3 separate regions of the Zea mays genome follow, and regions 2 and 3 are each linked to region 1. Evidence: chromatin contacts called from public Hi-C data. All regions are on one chromosome and are shown on one strand. Each heading gives the region's core, a stretch centred on a gene start, on an enhancer-like site or on the middle of the called end of the contact. The rest is flanking DNA. Distances are from core to core; before and after follow the strand shown. Region 1 has its middle 9.8 kb from the start of LOC100383369. Region 2 holds the start of LOC100383935. Region 3 holds the start of LOC542567 (aldehyde dehydrogenase 2).

Region 1 (2,561 bases), core at 18-2,517:
TCAACTTAGGTAATTATCCTTATCTTGTGCGTGGTTATCTATCTAATCACGTGAGAGTTGTTGGCATCTCCTAGGAACAGGTCCAAACATCATTCCCTATAAATATAAAGGGGTACGACCAATTGATAGCCCAAACACATTCCAATCGAACCAATTACTTTCTTTATCATTCCTATCTTAGGAGTAGATATAGCGTATTTCTAGTTATAGTCTTCCGCATATCCACCTCCACCCCTATTCGACTCTATGTCGTCTAGATCCGTCTTGGTTGACCTGCCGACCCAAGACGACTCTAGGATTTTACCCCTCTATGGGGGCAAAATCTAGTTATCCACCCCAGGCCTCTTTCTTGAATTCATCTCTTAATTTCTATGCAACTCCACGTCGTCTGGGGACGCTCCTGGTGATCTGTCGATCCAGGGCGTCCTAAGATCTCTTTCCCCAGGGGCGAGATCTAGTTCCAGCGAGGAGGAGGAAAACGACCCTACGTCATCGCGGACCGTCCGGTGCGATGTTAGGAAGGTGTCGCTCCTGCGCCTAGGTCGCGGGCCGTTCGGCCCAGAGCCGCGGACCGTCCGCGCCGCCGTAGAGAGCACCGTCAGGCGATACACCCGGAGTGATTGGAGCTGCCCACATTGGCGTCAAGAGTGAGTTCTGTAATCACTTGTAGACAATTGTAGGCAAGCTGTATACGGTTTCGTACATAAGAGCAGTTAGCTAGGTCAACATACGTATCTTATCATTTTATTTTCCAACGGGTGTCTCCCGTGCAAGCTGCCAAAAGAATCGCTTTTCAGAATCAGATCTAAACCGGGTATGCTAGCAAGAAACAGCTCACTGGAACATCATTCTATTCAAATATATCCACCGGCGCCCATTGATAGTATAATTGTCGCCATCTCAAAAGAAAGTATGATTCTCTAGTTTTTTTTTTTTGAAGTAGAATACTCTCTCCAGTCATGCAATACATCAAGTTAGAACAAGCAAATTAGCGCGCACAGTAACAATTTCGACCGGTGGTTGACATGCACATATTTGTCCGGACAGCGAAATATCTGCGACGGCTTCGGCAATTTCAAGATTAATCGATTGAATACATCAACACTAGATGCTCTTTATGAATACGTGCGAGAATATATAAATGTCTGTGTACTGTGTGTTTTGAACAAGAAAAAATGGGTCGTAGGATCGATTTTTACACAGTAGAGCTGCACGCATCCATTCACTACAGAAAGGCAGAGAGCGACGTCCAGGTGCAGATAACTAGATAAGCACAGTTTCTTTCAGCTGTCCAATCCAGTTTTTTTTTTATTCGCGAAAGCGATTTCCATGCCAGCTGCATTATCAGCCAAAATTTGGAACTATATGAGAGGTCATCTATAGCGGATCATCTGTCATATCTACAATCTAATTTCTTATTTTAAACTTCACTATTCACGCAAGGCTACGGCTGAAACGGCCGTACGAGCAGATGCAACCAAATAGTCCTAAAACGGTTTGTTTTGCATCTGTCCGTATAGACCACGTCTCCCGCTTACAGGTAACCAAACATATGTGAGCCTATATAAAGTTAATGCACGCGGTAATTCTCAGGTCAAAATGATGCAGACAAACAACCAAATGATAATGGTATGTAAACAATATCATCTATAGTGTCACGTCTTGTATTTTACACGCTTCACCAAGTACATCTTGACAAAACATTTGTTGCGGCGTCACTTTTATCAGAGAAAACGAAATTGGTGCATAATTGCGCATACAAAAGAGAGAGAGAGAAAATCCAAACTCGATGCTCTGGTTCTTTCTCTGTCAATGGTAGTCAGTCCCTCTATTAGCTGTAATATACACGGTGTGGCTTGACATTGCACGATATAGTAACTTCGATTTCTAGCTGGATTATTTATCTGGTTTGTATAAAGTTTGATCAGGTGAAATCCGGCGCAAACGAACAGTCCACAAAGGGAAAAAGGGTAGAGTGGACGGATTTTTTTTTTGATCGAAATCGCTGCTATGCATTTATTGACATATGTTCAAACAATGCTCTAGGGCCGGCTAATCGAGTGCGCGGGATGTGGAAGCGTCACCTCGTGTCAGAAAGAAAGGGAGCAAAAAAATTAGCCTTTCGCGAGTGGGAGTGGAAGAAAAAGGAAAAAAGGAGTGATAAACACAATAAGGCCTTCCCGTCCATTGCTTTGCTTTTCACGACGGTCCACTGCGGTGGCCGGCACCGGCAGCAAAAAGATCCATGCATGTCACATCCGGATTTCGGGCACCAAGACCCGGGCGCGAACATAAACACCAGGTGTGCTGGGACCAAGTCTCACACATATGATGAATAATGGCACAGGATCGAATGTCACATCTTTACTACATAACAGAAGTTCTATACAAAATAAATAAATAAATAAGTACATTATAAGGAGACAACGGTCCAGCAACCCAAAGTTGACTGGGAGACGACGACCTAGACCTCTCACGAACTCGTCATAGCATCCTCCATGCGCCTCATCCTGTGGTACTGTTCTTGACCTGTGGGGGGGTGTGAGACAGCGAGAGTGAGC
Region 2 (2,561 bases), core at 16-2,515, 150 kb before region 1:
GACGTCAGATCATCCTTCACTTGCAGCAGAGTCCTCCCCAACCAGTGTTCCATGGGGGAATTAGACGTGAAGGAACAGGAACAAGAATGAAAAGCACTGGGTCAAAGAGCAGTTGCACCTTGCGCTCTCCTTTTTTCCCCTTTCTTGCAATGTTTTGGAGGCATTCATTTGGGAAATCTTGTTTTCGTTGGGTCTCGCTGAGGTAGTTTCGCAATCTAAGATAAAACTTTTTCATACTCTCGCTGACGGACAGAGCAAAAAGGAGATGACGGAAGGAAAGAGAACAGATGCGGTGCGGGCAGGAGTAGTTACAATGTTTTTTGGGAGATATATAGGAATCCGTTGGAGAATGGTTTTTATTTGGATCTAAATGTTGTTAGGAAGCTTCCAATCTGAAGGTATTAGGAGCTAATAAATCAAGAGCCGTTGGAGATGCTCTAAGTGCCATTAAAATCTCAGTAGTCTAACTGCTTTGACCGGTTTCCTTGGCCACATGCACCTGTTCATGTCTGCCGATTGCCTCCACCCACCAGAGAAGAGAGAGAGGGGGGGGGTACCAATCTCCCATAAAAGAAGTCGACACATCAAAGCTATGGAGGAGAGGGGATACCCAGTAGAAAGGATTTAAAATATAAATATGCACCACTGCGTGATCAATGGGCATCACATTCTTCTAAATAGGTTAGGCTCACTGGACCATGTATGATATAGTTGTCTCCTTGCATATTGCTATCCTACATCATGACTTATCTCATTCCTGCTCTAGGTCATATTTTTATTTAGTCCAAATTATGACATAATGGTTGTACTGTAAGCCTTCGTATCAGGGGTAGCTGGAAGGAATGTCTCCAGATATTTTTCTTCGGTTAGACAGTTTATGGGATCAAGGGAGCTCAGCCCAAGAGAAGAGCTGAATACGTCGCAGCTAGATTTGACTTACCCTTTGTTCCCGCGGCGAATGCTCTTGACTACCTCTTTGACTCCGCGCTTGAGGCACTTCGCCTCGGAGGCTGCAAATTCACCAAGAACTAAATCACATCACCGAATGGGGCAAACACGGAATCTAATTGAGCGTGGGCGAGGAAGAAAGTCTGACGAACCTCGTCGCACGAGCTTGAGGGTCCGCTTGCAGAGCTTCTTTCCAGCGAGGGGTTTCGCGATGGACATCAGCGCCACCGAGGCCTTCTTCTCCGTCTCCGTGTCGCTCCCCATCGCCGCCGCCGCCTTCGACCTGTGGCTTCGCGGTCGTTTCTAGTTCGTTTTTTGGAGCTAGGGTTTTAGCGAAAGCTTACTCACTGAAGTTGCTATAAAATGGCAGGTCGGGTCCACGCGGCACCTTTGCAAATCACAAGTACTAATAGCATCTTCAAAAAACTAGCTAAATAATCAATTAAGCTAAATTTTGACTACTAAATATTAAAACAACTTTCTAACAGATTAACTATCTAACTCGTCAAACTATTTGAATCTCTAAATTAGCTTTCTTATTAATCAAATTTGGCTAGTCACCTGAATATCTAAATTAAATCGATAGTCTGTTGGAGTAAGATGCTATATATAAAATGTAATCTTTATAAAAATTAAATATATGGTCAAATATAGAGCCAAAAATAGTCTTTTGGAGATACTTTAAGAACTAAGAATAAAGAAAGAAAATCTATTTTACACCCGATCAACTATATTTGGGAAAAAATCTCGCTCAACTTCTCTATCATCTCCTAAAACCGAACATATGGTTTTTCTAAGTGTTTTTATATTTATATTTATTTTGACTAAATCTTTTAAAAATTTATAATATACCATAGAAAATGATAAAATAAAAATCTAAATTTATTAGATTCTACATGGTGTATACACACTAAACATATGATAGGTTATATTTAAGTATAAAGTTTTTGCTATAGCTTCTAAATATATATATTTCTATGATTAATTCATAGCTATATTTTGTGTGGTTCAATTGTGATAATTTTTATAATGATCTAATCATTTATGCTTGATATATAGTACAATTTTTATGTTAATCATATAACATATGACTGGAGTAGATTTATTCATGTTTATTTTTGTTAAATAATTAAAAAGTTATAAAAAATATATGATTTTTTTGGTGTCGGATGATCAGGACTCATGCTATAAGAACCGTTTCAGCCATATATTTATATGGTCACCTAAAACATTATTTTGCACTGTAGACTGTATTTTCATAGAGTATAGTTTGAATATAAAGATAAGGATGAATAAGCTACTAGAGATGTACTCATAGTAAAAATAGGTGAGCTCTTATATTTGTTTAGTTTGTTGGGTATCATAATATCCGACGTCTAAATATGTGTGTTGTGTTTAGTCCTGATAACTAGAAGTAGAAGCCTTTGGGCGTGTTTGGTAGTTGGCCTAAGCCGCTGCCACCGACCACACTTTTCACGTCACAGTTGTGGAGGCCGATTCGGCCGCCGCAACTTAGGTGTGGAGTGGCGCCACACGCCACACACCAAACACGCCCTTTATACGAAAGAGGCAAGCAGTAGTAACAATGTCCATAATAGATTGTGTAAAATAGA
Region 3 (2,561 bases), core at 39-2,538, 150 kb after region 1:
CAGGCGAACATGAGCAGCGGGAAGTTCCAGGGGATGATCTGGCCGGCCACGCCGACCGGCTCGTGCAGCACCTGCACGTGGTGCGCGCCGTCGGCCGGCGCCACCAGGCCGTGGATCTTGTCCGCCCACCCGGCGTAGTACCGGACGCACCGCGCCACCATGGGCACCTCGGCCCCCGCCGCCTGCGCCAGCGTCTTGCCGTTGTCCCACGTCTCCAGCGCCGCGACCTCCTCCGCGTGCCGCTCGATCAGGTCCGCGAAGCGCAGCAGCACGCGGCACCGCTCCTGAAAACCATGCGTGAGCTGCCGTCCGTCAGCGTGTAGCTCCCTACCGACATGGAATGGAGGCAGCGCCGGGTTCTGCTGCTGCGCGCGTACGTACGTAGGCGGTCATCCTCGGCCACGGGCCCTCGTCGAAGGCCCTGCGGGCGGCGGCCACGGCGCGGTCGATGTCCTCGCTGTCGCCCTCGGCGACGCGCGCGATGACCTCGCCGGTGCGCGGGTCCAGCGTCGGGAACGTCTTCCCTGGCGAAAGGCACACGTCGGTCGCTGAGACGCCGTCGGCAGGACAGGCCCAAGGCAATAAGCTTGCTGTGCGTGCGTACGTACGTACGTACCAGAAGCAGCGTCGACGAAGTTGCCATTGATGAGGAGCTGGGTGTGCTTCACCTCCACCGCGGGCTGGATCGGCTCCTCTGCGGCCGCGGCCGCGGATGCCGGTGCGGTGCTGAACCTGTGAAGAGCAGCAGCCCCTGGCAGCAGATCGCGTCCAGTGAGTCGAGCCAAAAGTTTCAGCGAGAGCGTGAATCACAAATCGCTGATGAAAGGAGAATCCATGGACTGACGGAACAATTTCTTAGTAGCTTCAAACTAGTTCGTTGGCGCATGGTAGGCGCGTGATCTATCGGAGATAAGGTGATTGAAACGGCAACAGGAAAATGGTAAGCCAAGCCAAGCCAAGACATCCCTTGCAGTTCCAGTACCAGAGCTCGATTGCGATCACGGGCAGAGATGAACCAAGAAAATAATAGGGTCCATAGAGACCGTCACCTGCTCCGAGGAGAGCGGACTTATTGCCGGCGGCAGAAGCAGGCGAAGGCGAAGGCTTTGTGAGGAGGAAGCGAGAGAGGACGGAGGAAGCAGCCCTCCTCACGGTTGCAGCCATGCCCTCACACCGCCCTCCGGGGGGATGTGTATGCAAAGGCAAGTCTCCGAGGCTAGGAGAGCGATGGCCTTGGCCTCCTTCGCTCTCTGCTGCCTTGCGAGTTGCGATTCTTTTGGACGGGACTAGCCACCAAAGGTCCAACAAACTCCAATGCTATATATCAGGCCAGCGTCGAGCTCGGGACGGGAAGCAGGGTCGCGTGACAGCGCCGGAGTAGTTGCCATCTTGCTGACGGCGCACGTCCAGATAAATAAAGGAATGGGAATGCATGACAGTGTTGTGCTCTATCAGTAGTACTAGACAGTTATGGGAGCACAAGCGTGTAGGTGACCATCGCCGCCACAAAGACAAATGTACTGCATAAAATTTTTTAAGACAATTTTTTTGGTTTATTGATTTAAAGACATTTGTAAGACTATTAAGCTTTTGTATTTGTCTTTCACAAAAAAGCGATTGATATTTATGATACTAAAAAAACAAATGATTGGATTTTTTTTTGAACGAAAACGGCAGGAGCTCTGCCTATCAAATCCACAAGGTGGGCGGGATAATTTTAGAACGCAAACATTGGAAGCTAAAGTAGGCTAGAAAGTCCAATTAAGGGGGGTTTTAGTTTCCGAATTTGGTAATTTAGAGAATAAAATAGAAAGACTAAAAATTAGTCACTAGAAACCAAGCAACCCCTAAAAATATCCCCCCAGCGTGTTTCAAATCTGTCATCCAAATCTTCAGGTATTGCTCTGGCCCAGTTTTATTTTCCACTACGAACGTACAGCCGAATGTTTCACTTCGCGCGCATGCAGTTCGTTCTCAAGCGTGGATTCTTTTCCCCCTTTCGCTATTTTCGATATCTGGTTGTATTCGTCGGTGACGTAGCTCATGGGCCCGCCCGTCGTCTAATGCACGAGCATTCAACTGTAGAGTTGAATAAAAACATTTTAAATCCCGGTCGCAACCAATTGTTCAGGATAAATATATAAAAACATACATTGGTGGGCAAAGTTTAGCTTGCACCACGTGCGAACAAGGGAAAAAAAAGAATTGTCAGGTAATTTACTTTATCCACGACGACGACTCTTGCTTTCGTGGCTCTTGAATCCTGAAGCGTATGAGTAAGACGAATCCGGTTCGACGATTACGACGGATGTCGCCATAAGTACTGTACTGCGTGGAGTAAGCAGCACAGATCGTTCCACAGCCTTTCATGGCGAGCTCACGTGAAAAACAAAGCCGGAACTCACAGTGGAGGGCGGGCGGAGGCAGTCCAGCTACAATGAACCGTGCCCACACTGATCGGTCTATACGGCCAAATAAAATTCGACAAGGCGCAAAGCAAATCCGAAAGACAGGCCGCGTATGCAAGGCCAAAATCTCGTAGAGGTAGAGCTTATGCGCGG

The links. A called contact is a pair of places that touch in the nucleus more often than the background predicts.
Region 2: a Hi-C map of leaf shows a contact between it and region 1, with 3 times the contacts expected there. The contact joins the promoter of LOC100383935 here to the enhancer-like site in region 1. A contact is called at or near these places in 2 of 25 Hi-C or Micro-C datasets (leaf and tassel).
Region 3: a contact with region 1 is called in a Hi-C map of bundle sheath, with 1.7 times the contacts expected there. The contact joins the promoter of LOC542567 here to the enhancer-like site in region 1. A contact is called at or near these places in 2 of 25 Hi-C or Micro-C datasets (bundle sheath and endosperm).

The regions. Positions count from the first base shown.
Region 1 is chr4:170,900,479-170,903,039 of Zm-B73-REFERENCE-NAM-5.0, forward strand. No RefSeq gene overlaps it. Among protein-coding and RNA genes, the nearest start is that of LOC100383369, 9.8 kb to the right of the region's middle. Within about 2 kb of position 1,268, at least 10 of the 20 cell types and tissues checked have an H3K27ac peak or open chromatin away from gene starts, as enhancers often do. A contact at or near this core is called in bundle sheath and leaf, where this site is marked.
Region 2 is chr4:170,746,628-170,749,188 of Zm-B73-REFERENCE-NAM-5.0, forward strand. LOC100383935 reads right to left here and starts at 1,266. Exons shown (of 4, transcript NM_001176554.1): 1 at 1,101-1,266; 2 at 941-1,010. The coding sequence starts at 1,212.
Region 3 is chr4:171,054,153-171,056,713 of Zm-B73-REFERENCE-NAM-5.0, forward strand. LOC542567 (aldehyde dehydrogenase 2) reads right to left here and starts at 1,289. Exons shown (of 9, transcript NM_001112106.2): 1 at 1,050-1,289; 2 at 617-751; 3 at 382-524; 4 at 1-284. The coding sequence starts at 1,164.